2 separate regions of the Ovis aries genome follow, and region 1 is linked to region 2. Evidence: chromatin contacts called from public Hi-C data. All regions are on one chromosome and are shown on one strand. Each heading gives the region's core, a stretch centred on a gene start, on an enhancer-like site or on the middle of the called end of the contact. The rest is flanking DNA. Distances are from core to core; before and after follow the strand shown. Region 1 has its middle 60 kb from the start of CREB1. Region 2 has its middle 26 kb from the start of FASTKD2.

Region 1 (6,305 bases), core at 1,272-3,771, 690 kb after region 2:
ACCCACTTCATCATTCTGCCTTCGGGTGCTTTTTTTTTTTCCTGTTTTGATTGGTGATAATAAGTTATTCATATATAACTGCATTGGTAATGGGGTATAAATTTATAGATCACAGAAGGTTTTTTCTTTTAATAAATTTTGATAACTTTAAGAGGGTGCTATAGGGTTTTCAAATGGTAAGCTGCCACTTCCCAGTTCAGGGACTCATGGAGCCCCAGAGCCAACCACAGGGCATGTGAAGCCTGACCCCCTGAGTTTACAGCTGAATGACAGCCCAGATCTCAACTTCCCGCCTTTAGCCCCCCTGCTCGGAAGGCCTCCCGCACACCTTTCCACTTGGCAGTCCTCATTTCTCCACTTCCCGTCCCTCAGCTGGTTGGTTCTTTTCCATCACAGAGAGAGGGCTTGGGGACAAGAGAGAGCTGCTTGGGGAGAGGCAAGCACTTGACCTCTATCACATTCCAAGGGTCGTTCAGACCCTGTTTGTTATTTGTAAAGGAGAAGAAAACACAGAAAACCAGAAAGTGCCAGAGAGGAAAGGCTCAGATAAAAAAGAAGGGGAGAGGAGTGGTTTGTGTCCATCTACTCAGACATAGCAGTTGCGAATAAACGCCTCTCTTCCAAAGCTCGCCTTCCCTCCTCCTCTGACTATTAACTTAACCTAAAGTCCTAACAAGAATTGATCTGTTAACAAATAGATCCAAAGGGGCTAACAGGGTTGATGCGGATGTATCCTGGGAAATAATGAGTCATGGAAAATTATGAATGAAAAACAAGTGAAATCAATATATGACAATAGATGTGAGGGGAGGGTGGTAACGCGTGCAAGTTCACATCATGACTGATGGAGTTTCGGACACGCTGCCCTCAAACCAGCACCTTGATATACTGAGTGTCTTCAGCTGATGGAATGTGAGCAAACAGTAGGTGCAGGGAAGACTCTCTGGCCTCCTTCCCTTGCGCATCTCACTGAAGGAGGTCACAGCGTCATGTGACAGGTGCCCTCCCTGTACCTGGAGTGAGGAGAGGAGCATCCTTATCACCTGAGATGGAAAGCATCCCACCCAAAAGGCCTGGCCATATGCCCCAGTTACTACATTCAGCTCATTCTCTTCACCTAATCATGTGTGCTCTGCTAAGTCAGTTGTGTCTGACTCTTTGCAACCCTATGGGCTATAGCTTGCCAGGCTCCTCTGTCCATGGGATTCTCCAGCAAGAATACTGGAGTGGGTTGCCATGCCCTACTCCAGGGGATCTTCCTGACCCCAGGATCAAACCCCTGTCTCTTATGTCTCCTGTATTGGCAGGCGGTTCTTTACTACCAGCGTCACCTGGGAAGCCCTCACCTCATCATATCTCTCCGTCCCATCTCTCTTCATCCAATCTGCTATAAAAGCACTCTGTTTGGGACTTCCCTGGTGGTGCAACGGTTAAGAATCCATCTACCAATTCAGGGGCACCCGTTCCATCCCTGGTCCGGGAAGATTCCACATGCCACTGAGCAATTAAGCCCTGGCACCACAAATACAGAGCCTGTGCTCTACTGAACCCCACTACTGAAGCCCACAAGCCCACGGGCCCTAGGGCCTGCGTCCCACCACAAGAGAAACCACCGCAATGAAAACCTCACATACCGCAACTAGAGAGGAACCCCTGCTCACTGCAACTAAAGAAAGCCCACAAGCAGCAACAAAGACCCAGTGCCACCAAAAATAAATAAAGAATAAATTATTTTAAGAAATGCTCAGTTTTAACCATTTTTGGGGGGTCCTCACTTCCTTATTGGAGAAGGCAATGGCACCCCACTCCAGTACTCTTGCCTGGAAAATCCCATGGATGGAGGAGTCTGGTGGGCTGCAGTCCATGGGGTGGCTAAGAGTCAGACACGACTGAGCGACTTCACTTTCACTTTTCACTTTCATGCATTGGAGAAGGAAATGGCAACGCACTCCAGTGTTCTTGCCTGGAGAATCCCGGGGACCGTGGAGCCTGGTGGGCTGCCATCTATGGGGCCGCACAGAGTTGGACATGACTGAAGCGACTTAGCAGTAGCACTTCCTTATGGAGACTCTCGTGTCACAGAAAACAAATAAATGTGTACGCTTTTCTCCTGTTCATCAGTCTTTGCATCGGTTTAATTTTCAGACCCAGCAGGAACACTATGAGGGTGGAAAAAAGCTTTATTCCCCTCACACATGACACTCATCACCAGAGCCCGTGTGCTCCAGACTGGGCATACCACTGAGTCCTGCACTGATTGCCTAGACTGAATTAGTTATGTCTTCTGCCTTCTTGTCTGCTGGCTAAAACGAAATGCTGTGGCTTCACATTTACATCCTGCTCTTTTTCTTTTTAGACTTGTGAGCCTGTCTTAAGTTTGGGGAGATGTGGAGAGAGGAGGCCATGGAAGAAGAACAATGATCACTTAGCAGATGAACCTCAGAGAGAGTTTAGTGAGAAAGCAGGGACCCACTGGGCTTGCGGGCGCCCTGCTGAGCTGGTTACATCCTCAGTACCACAGCCCCACTAACCATCTGCTCATTGTCCCTTCTGTGTGGACGGGCTCTCCTTTGTGGCACACTCCATGGGTCTAGGATCTCAAATTCTGACCAGGTTTCCTAATTCATAAACTGGTAGGTTTTAATGAAAGATTTACCATTTCAAAACAGAGTTCTGAGACAGGATCGACTTTGAGGTTTCCCAAGTGCCTGCTGGTGGGTAACAGGATTCTGCAGAAATAAGTCCTGTTTAAAAAAAAGAGTCTGTCCCTGGCACTGTAATCTGGAACAGCGATTCAGCCTCTCTGGCCATCTTCATGTGTGTTTCCTGCCCACAGAATGAAGTTGGAAAGTCAGAGCCGTCATCTGTCTCTACATGCGATTTCTCGCCCGTCAGCTGGACAGGGAAGTGCTTCGTTCTGGTGTATTGATGTTAGTCCTACTAACACATTTCCAAGTTCTCCAGCTGCCATGTAACCTGAAACGGGTCAACTCTGGGAGGGAGAGGTTTGCTTTTCCTTCCTGTAACCTCAGGACTGATTTAATTAAGCAACTCCTCCAGCCCCGATTTATAGTCTGAAAAGTGTTCTCGCCGCAGCCCTTCGATGTGCTGTGTTTTTCAATGAGCTGAAATGCATTGTTCAGTGGAAACACCATTCTGAGTGTCTGCTGCCACCCCGAGAGCTATTCCAACATACGCACCCGTCCCTGTATGTTTAACTGCAAAGGGCTGGATAAATGAGCCGTGGCTTTCTTTGATAACTTAGTACAGTTTTAGAAATCAGAGGAGAGGATGGCTAAATTCCCCCATGGGTTCCTGGGGAGAGCAAAACTTCACCCTAGCCTCCTGCTGTGAAGAAATAACCTTTTAAACCTCATTTTAGAAATCAGTCATTTTTCCCAAGATTAAAACTAAAAATAAGAAAACCCTGGCATGTAGGGGTGGAGGGAGGAAAAAGAAAGGATGCCACAGCGTGACTGTCCTCTGTCTGTCCCTCGGGACTTTTTGTTCTACCATCAGACCCCAGATGTCCTCCCCTGTTTGACAGTTCTGACCCCATCCCCCTCCCAACCTGCCACCTAGGAATGAATGAAACCAAATTTCCCATAGGAAATGCCCTTTCCTAGTCTCTCAAAGGCTTCTACCTCAAAATGAAATCTGACAAAAGAAACAAATTAGATTAAATTGCAGCGCTAAGGGTTTCAGATTGCTCAGATAACAGACTCAGACAGTGCTGTTAGGACTAAGCAAAATCATCTTCTGCAACGTGGGGGAAAACAGAGTTTCCTTCCCTTCATCTGTTCTTGCTGGCAGTTTTTAATATCATTGAATGATAATGAATAGACAGTGGGAGATGGGAGGACCAAGGGAAGGACATCAACCAGAGCATCCAAAAGCCAAGCCAGTAATATGTGTGAATGAAGCTGGATCAGTGAGAAATTTCACGTGATCACTCCAGACTTTTAAATGTTAGCAATCCATTCCATTAAAAACAGAAAAATCCACCACAGCTCCTTCGGTGGTTATTGAGCACTTTCTTATACATCCATGCTGTTACTACCTTCTGTTCACCGATGGGGAAGAGCAAGTCTCTTAAGTGGCAAAACCAGTACCTACCCACAGCTTCGGCCACATTTTATCCACTGAACTGCCTAGAAGTTTCATAGATAGAGAAACGGAGGCCCCCTCCCCAGGGTTAACTAACGTGACCAGGATCATGAAAGAGTCAGGGTGACGTTTTAAAAAATAAATCATCAAACTACAGAAACTGAGAGGAGAATGCGAAGGAGACATGCTGGGACAGAACAGAGAAAGAACGCAACATAAAGAAGAGAAGCGCCATCGCTGGGTGATAACAGCCTCATCCTAACGGCTGCCTAGACCAAGAGGTAAAGATGTATTATTGAAAAATACTGCAAATTTTCAGACATAAATAATTCTGCTTCTGTTATCAGTCCTTGTGCTTGAAACCAAATGATGGAAGACCCTCATAGTTATCTGCGAGGTTCACATTTAGGCTTCATTCTGGGATTTATGTAGACAATGCTGCCCTCTCCTGGCCAACATTTTAATAATGTGAGTCATTGTTTAAATTGAAACATTTTTGTATTTTCTCAATGTATTTTGAAGAAATTGGCATCCACTTAACATCACATATATGCATATTATTTACAAAGAACAATACACTCTCAAATTTTTTTATATAACGTGGGATTGGGTTTGTATCATTTTTACATGCATTTTATAGAGCACTAGTGATGTCGCTCAGTTGTCTCCGACTCCTTGCAACCCCATGGACAGTAGCCTACCAGGCTTCTCCGTCCATGAGATTTCCAAGGCAAGAGTACTGGAGTGGGTTGCCAGTTCCTTCTCCAGGGGATCTTCCCAACCCAGGGATCAAACCCGGGTTTCCCGCATTGTGGGCAGTTGCTTTACCCTCTGCACCACCAGGGAAGCCCTTTATAGAGCACCAGAAGGCATAAATGGGAAATAAATCATGTTGCTATGGGGCTCCTGAACTTTCAGAATTCAGTTCCTCCAGGAAGAAGTTTTTTCCTCATGACAGGAAACTTAGAAGAGCTCCAGAGCAGAAAATATTTGAGTGTCTCTAATCTGAACACTATCGGACAGAAATGACTATGCCCTTCCATTTGAAGGAAAAGGGGTTATTATATTTGAGGAAACAACAGATCAGTTCATAAATATATTTTTGGGTAAAAGCAACTGTGCATGCTCACGGTAATAGAAAATCACCTTCTGGTTTCCTGTACCGACAGGTCAATTATATTTAGAGAAATCACAGACCAGGAAGAGACTGTCAGATAAGAGTTACCATACCAAGGTAGACACTGCAAAGCGATTTTCTTAGAGCCGAGTGACAGTTCTCAGAACCTCTAACAGAAGCCGGTTGCCTCACAGCTTGTTCCATGAGCACCTGTCCTGTGAGAGTCACACCTCCATGGAAGTCAGGATGCAGATGTTGGGTAGACAGCAACCCTAAGGATAGAAAATACCTTTTATGGAAACACGGTTGGGGAGCATTATTAGAGGAATAAACATAGTCACCATCAAGGTCCCTCTTGATGAATATAAGCAAGTGTACAGAGAATTTTTTCACTCACCCAATCAACTATTATTCTTAGGGGAAGTCTAAATCTGAAAAGATATGAAAGTCAAGACTCAAAAATGCCAGGAGCGGACTGAGACCCACAAGTCACACCTCACTTACTAATGTACTATTGTGGCCTGTTTGTTCTTTGGTCAAAATATTTTACACAATAATCTAATGTTGGGTTTTTTCAGTAAAAGCAGAAGACCTGGCACCACTGGTCCTATTTTTCCACTAGAGCTGAGGACTGGCTGCCCCCTTGGATGGGGCATGCCCACTGCGGGTTTCCCACCATCCCCACCACACCCTGACACATACCCATCCCGTTTCATTGATTTTACAGTACTTGTCGTGCCTTGCAGTTCTTTATTTACCTTTTTGCTCTAGCTCCGAGAATTGTGATGCCCACATTTATTCTTTAGCAGCCACAGGGCTCAGCAAATTTAAACAGCACTCTAACTTGAGGGAGGGGAAGGCAAAGTTACAAGCACTAATCCTGATTTATCTCTTTTCATTTCGCCTACACTTTTCCTCCATTGTCTTCCTTCATGATTACAAATTCCCGTAAGAGTTTTAGTTAAAAGGTATCTCTAAAGCACCTTAAGTTTTAGTAAAGAAAATTTTAATATAAATCTATATTTAAAATAACTAAATCAGACTAATGGAAAGCACATTGAATTAGGAAGCAGAAAACCTG
Region 2 (5,883 bases), core at 2,824-5,323:
AGAAAAATGATTAAAAGTGAAAAGAAAGTGAAAGTGTAAATTTCTCAGTTGTGTCCAACTCTTTGCAGCCCCATGGACTGTAGCCTGCCAGGGTCCTCTGTGCATGGAATTCTCCGGGCAAGAATACTGAAATGGGTAGCATTCCCTTCTCCAGGGGATCTTCCCAACCTAGGGATATAACTCGGGTCTCCCACAAATTCTTTACCATCTGAGCCACATATTAGCTGATCTGATTTCCCAAACAGCATTTTGGCAATTAGTGGTAACCACTAAGAGCTTAACATATACTCAGAACTGTGGGGGATATGAAGAAATGAAAATAGAGAGCCTCTCAGGTTGCTCATAAGATGCCATTATTGTATGTTGAAAGATAAACTGATGTATGACAAGGTCCGAAGCAGAAGATAAGAGGAAGTTGGGGGAGGGGCAGGAAGGGGTCACTGGGCTGGGTTTTCAGAGCTGTGCTCGGCTAAACAGAGGAGGGTGAACAAGATTTGGCAGCAGAGGGAGACCATATATGATCTGAAAATTATTTCTCCTAGGGTTTTTGAGATGGAACAATATTGATGGCGGTACATGTGTTAATTCTGACATCTGAATTTTAGAAGGGAGAGGAGCCAGGAGCGGTATCCTTAGAATGTTAATGTTGCAAGTAAATAATTTTCTTATGTTTCCTGTGAAACCTTGCGTATGTGACAGTGCAGCCTATTTTGCACATTGGTTCATTCTACCCCATTCCATGGTTTATCTTTTTTAGGTGAAGGTGCACACAGGAAATGGCAGTTCTTATAGCACTAAGTGGCAGAGTATTTTGGTGTTTATTTGGAGCCTTGTAGAACAAATGGCACCCCACTCCAGTACTCTTGCCTGGAAAATCCCATGGTCGGCGGAGCCTGGTGGGCTGCAGTCCATGGGGTCGCTAGGAGTCGAACACTACTGAGAGACTTCACTTTCACTTTTCACTTTCATGCATTGGAGAAGGAAATGGCAACCCACTCCAGCGTTCTTGCCTGGAGAATCCCAGGGACGGGGGAGCCTGGTGGGCTGCCGTCTCTGGGGTCGCACAGAGTCGGACACGACTGAATCGACTTAGCAGCAGCAGCAGCAGCAGAACAAAATTACGTATGATATAACAAGAACTAAAATCAGTAAAATTCCAAGTATTATTAAGGAAGACTTTAAGTATTGACTTTGTATAAAATTCCCAAACACACTAGTTTTTCCAGGTTCCTTAAAGAGAAGCTTGATCTTGCTTTCTAGACATAACTATTAAATATCAAGTGGTGTGTTTGAAATGGCTATATGCAATTTTTGATCCAGATATTCTATCAATTCTTGGTTATCACTATTGACAGGACACTACATAAATAACTGATGAAATAATTTTAAACTTTAATTTTTGAAAGCATTCAAAAATTAAAAATTGTATTTAGAGCCTACCCGCTTTCTTGTTCTGTCATTGCCAAATGTGATGATATTTTTTGTGATAGTACAAATAGATAAATGCAGTTAAATTTCTTCATATCAAATATTTACAAATAATAATGGAGTTATAATTTGCACAGTGTGCGTGTGCTGATAATAACAGTCACTCTGCAACTAGTTCAGACATCTCTAAGCGAACAAGCATAAGTAAACATAAGGCAGAGATCGGGAACATCTACCCAGAGCTGTACTTATGAGATACTGGCCTTTCTCAGCCCCTGACTGCGCCTTACCATGAAATTACTCACCAACTAGAGTGTTTTTGTCCATAAAGGTCAGTGTCTCACTCAGCAGCAGGCTTCTTAAGAAGCCTAGGTGACGTGGTTGGCTTCACACAGCATCACAGCAGAGCGTCACGGGCCAGATGCTTCTTGTATTTATCCATAGGAACTGAGAAGAGAACCATCAACCTCCCCTCCCCACTTTGTTCAGGCTACCTTCTAGGGAGCACTAGGTGAGGAGGTTACTGGCCAGTTGGCCTTTGGCTACCCAGCCTTTTGTGGCTACCCAGAAGGTTGAGGAAATAGTTATTTCTTGATACACTTATGACTTATTTGTGCCACATGTGTGTGTGTGAGGCTCACTGGTGGGCCCACAACACAAATCTATACATTTTCCAACCCCCCCTTACAGTTTGCATTCCAGATGTGACCTAACCTCCCAAACATATGTGCCTGCCTGAGATTAAGAAGGCCAGATGAGATGGAGGCCGTATTTCTGCCATCAGTCAGTGACACTGGATTTTTCTGGAATAACAATAGCAGAGATCCCAGGGTGTGGTGCAGCAGGGTGTGGGACTTCCATTCTGCTGGGGGCATAGTGGCTCAGGTAATGCGGATCTGGAACCCCCAACAAGGCAGCATCTTCATGCTTTCCTACCTTTGGGGCTCTAAGTAGAGAAAGCAGCTCTCTGGACAGCCAGTTCTATGGTGCCATTCTGAGAGATTTTCCTGGAAGTTAGATTAAAGGCTGCTTCTTCAGCTCGTCCAAACATCTCACAAGCAGAAGGAGGCTTCTGTGAATGCCCGGAACTTGACATCCAAGTATGTTGTGTTTGAACTAGTGATTTCTATTATCAGCAACTGAACACTGATAAAGACACTGTAATATATATTATAGTATATATATATATATTTTATATACATACACATATAGTATTCATATAGTATATATAATGCATTTGGTGTATGTACACACACATAATAGGATACCATTTTTTAACACTTTCTGAATTTTGCCCTGAAAAGTTTCACTCAAGGTAACAGACATATATCATGTAACTAAGACCCACTAGGAATATCCACATATACTGTCAACTGGTTTTACATGTGCGTCACCCTCAGGAGGTTCCTCCAGGCAGCAATAAAATTTCACTGGCAGATGAATGGCAAAATCAGCCAACTTGACTTTGTTTTCTACTTTTTTCTCCTTCTACCCAATTTTCCCCATACTTCCCCATTTTGCAACCCTGCCAGTTCCATCTTGGGCAGTTTCTCTACACTAGGACCCTCAATCCTAGTGTAGAAAGAGAGAAAGAAGAATAGCCTCAAACTTTTGCCTAATTGTCTTGGGAAATTTGTTCATATTTTTACTAAAAAAAAAAATGCAGTGAAGGGAGGCTTTCATCTTGTCACAGCTTTTAAGTTAGACAATAAGCCAATGCTATCATATTTTGAGATCTTTGAATTGCTTCAATGTCACATTCATTGAAACATATTTCATCTACCATGTTAAATGCTAGTCTTGAAGAAAGTCAGCTGAAGATAATTGAAAGGGAGGGGCAATGCCCTCTTCTCCAGCTTGAGGTTCACATGAAGTAGCCTCCACTGCTGCTGTAGGCCATAGTGAAAACCGTCCCACGCAGAGCAATCCACAGGCTGTGCCCCTGATGCACCTGCCCTGTATTCAGCTGCACGGGCACCCTCCCCCATCCCTGCCATGCTGAACTCTGCACAGACCCTTGCATTTTAAGATTGCAGATACCACTTGCTCCAAGTTTTCCTTAGGGTGTGCTCTGATCCACAGCCATTCTTCTCAAAGCACTCTCCTGGGCTGAGGTAGTAAAATCAGAACAAGTATTCTAGTCTTAACCTCCTATCTTGCCCAACAATATATCTTGGGTAAACACGACGCTTTAAAAAGAAAAGCAGAGGCAACCAAAGAAGGTCACCCTTTTGAGAACTTACTCGATCATTTTTAAAAGGTTGCACCATATGCTTTCCTAAGCCACAGAATCTCACATGGCACTCTTTGTCCTAGAAAAACAAACCAAGCAAGACAGTTCCCCAATGGCTCAGCAGGAAAGAATCTGCCTGCAATGCGAGAGAGGCAGGAGATGTGGAGGAGGAAATGGCAATCCACTCCGGTATTCTTGCCTGAAAAATCCCATGGGGGGGGAAGCCTGGTGGGCTACAGTCCAAAGGATCACAATGAATTGGACACGACGGAGCAACAACAAACAGAAAACAAGACTTTTCTCAATTTCACCTCCACTGTGATTTTGATATCAATCTAGGTTTTTAAGTTTTTAAGAAATTGTGTAAAATATACAAAATCTGCCATCTCTCTTGGCCATTTTAAAGTGTACAGCACAAGAGCAGTCAGTAAGTCTGCTTATTTATTGTGCAGCCGTCACCACCATCCATCTCTAGAATGCCGTTCAGCTTGTAAAACTGAAACTGCCCCTGTTCAGCTGTAACTCCCACCCCTTTTCTTTGGCTCCCAGCAATCTCCACTCTCTGTCTCTATGAATCTGATGCATACCTCATATGAATGGAATGATACGGCGTTTGTCCTTTTGTGTGGTGGCTTATTTCATTTAGCGTAATATCCACCGTGTTCATCCTCACTACAGTATGTATCAGAATATCCTTCCTTTTTAAGGATACATGCTATCCTCTTGTATATATACACAATATTGGATATATACACCACATTTTGTTTACTCCTCCATCCTTGAACACTTGGGTTGCTTCTACCTTTTGTATCAAGATGTTGTTTCCTGCTCCCCCCCTCCCCCCGCCAGAAACTTGTTATTCTCTTGAGTGTCAAACTGTTTTAAATATTGGTTTTGTATTTCTAGAGCATTTCCGTATCCTAAAGATTATATATCACTGAGCGCTGACACACATACATTATATGTATATACACGTGTAAATATATACATGTATATATGTATACACTTACATATGTACATGTTTACATTAGATAGCTAGTGGGAAGCTGCTGTACAGCACACGGAGCTCAGCTTGGTGTTATATGATGACCCAGAGGGGTGGGATGGGGGTGGGGGGTGGGAGAGATGCTCAAAAGGGAGGGGATATATGTATGTATATAACTGTTTCACTTTGTTGTACAGCAGAAACTAACACAACATTGTAATTATATTCTAATAATGAAATTTTAAAAATAAGTACAATCACCAAAAAACATTATATATCTTTGTCTCTATCATCTATCAATCATCTATCATTTTTCCTAAGAAAATCTTTAGTCATTTATTTTTAAATTAAGTACATGTTACTATATTATATTTTATGTGTCCTCATATTCTACTGTAGACTTAATTTTTGGAAATAACAAAAAACCACAGAGGATAAATTTGATGAATTGAGAGTGGGTGACTAGGTGACAATAGAAATGGCATTTATTAAGCACCTACTCTGTGCCAGGCGCTGTACTAGCATTTCATACTCATAATCTCATTCATCCTTATCACAGTTTCTTTGGCAGCTGCTGATAAACATTAATATTAATGTTATAGATGAGGAAACTGATGCTCAGGGGCTTTAAGCTTTAAATGGGTTTCCCAGGAGTGCACAATTAGAAAAAAGACAGACCTAGATCTGTAGCCTGAGTCCTTCTGATCCAAAACTCATTCGTCTTTACATCACTATCTCTAAAACTTTCCTAATGATTACAATCACTTGCATACTTGGTGAAAGTACAAATTCCTGGGCTCTAGCCAAGATATACCCAATCACAGTATACAGAGGAGGGGCCTGAAAAAAATCACACTGCTTGAAGTCAGGGTATCTCCGCTGTGTTTTTGTTAAATGTGTGACATGCATTTAAAATAAGGAGATTGTGTTATGCGGCTCACAGTTCTGGGGCACTTCCCACAACAGATACTAGAAATGTTACAAGCATTAGTTATTGGAAAGATAGTACAGACTTCAGGGTGACTTCTTTGGAAGGTGATATTTGAATGTTCTGCTTTATTGTCACTAAGATGAGCAGACTCACTAGTATGTAGGCACAACTCACGGCATTTTATAGTGGAAAGAGTAAGATAGCCCTGATCTGGGATCCTGGATAAATCTTTTAACTTTCAGAGCCTTGGTTTCTTCATCTGTAAAGACAACAATGCTAATACCCATTTGAAAGGATGTTATACTT

Evidence for each region. A called contact is a pair of places that touch in the nucleus more often than the background predicts.
Region 1: a Hi-C map of tail adipose tissue shows a contact between it and region 2, with 12 times the contacts expected there. The contact joins two enhancer-like sites. A contact is called at or near these places in 13 of 16 Hi-C or Micro-C datasets (blood, hypothalamus, liver and 5 more).

The regions. Positions count from the first base shown.
Region 1 is chr2:209,576,625-209,582,929 of ARS-UI_Ramb_v3.0, forward strand. No RefSeq gene overlaps it. Among named protein-coding and RNA genes, the nearest start is that of CREB1, 60 kb to the right of the region's middle. Within about 2 kb of position 2,522, at least 18 of the 54 cell types and tissues checked have an H3K27ac peak or open chromatin away from gene starts, as enhancers often do.
Region 2 is chr2:208,883,313-208,889,195 of ARS-UI_Ramb_v3.0, forward strand. No RefSeq gene overlaps it. Among named protein-coding and RNA genes, the nearest start is that of FASTKD2, 26 kb to the left of the region's middle. Within about 2 kb of position 4,074, at least 3 of the 54 cell types and tissues checked have an H3K27ac peak or open chromatin away from gene starts, as enhancers often do.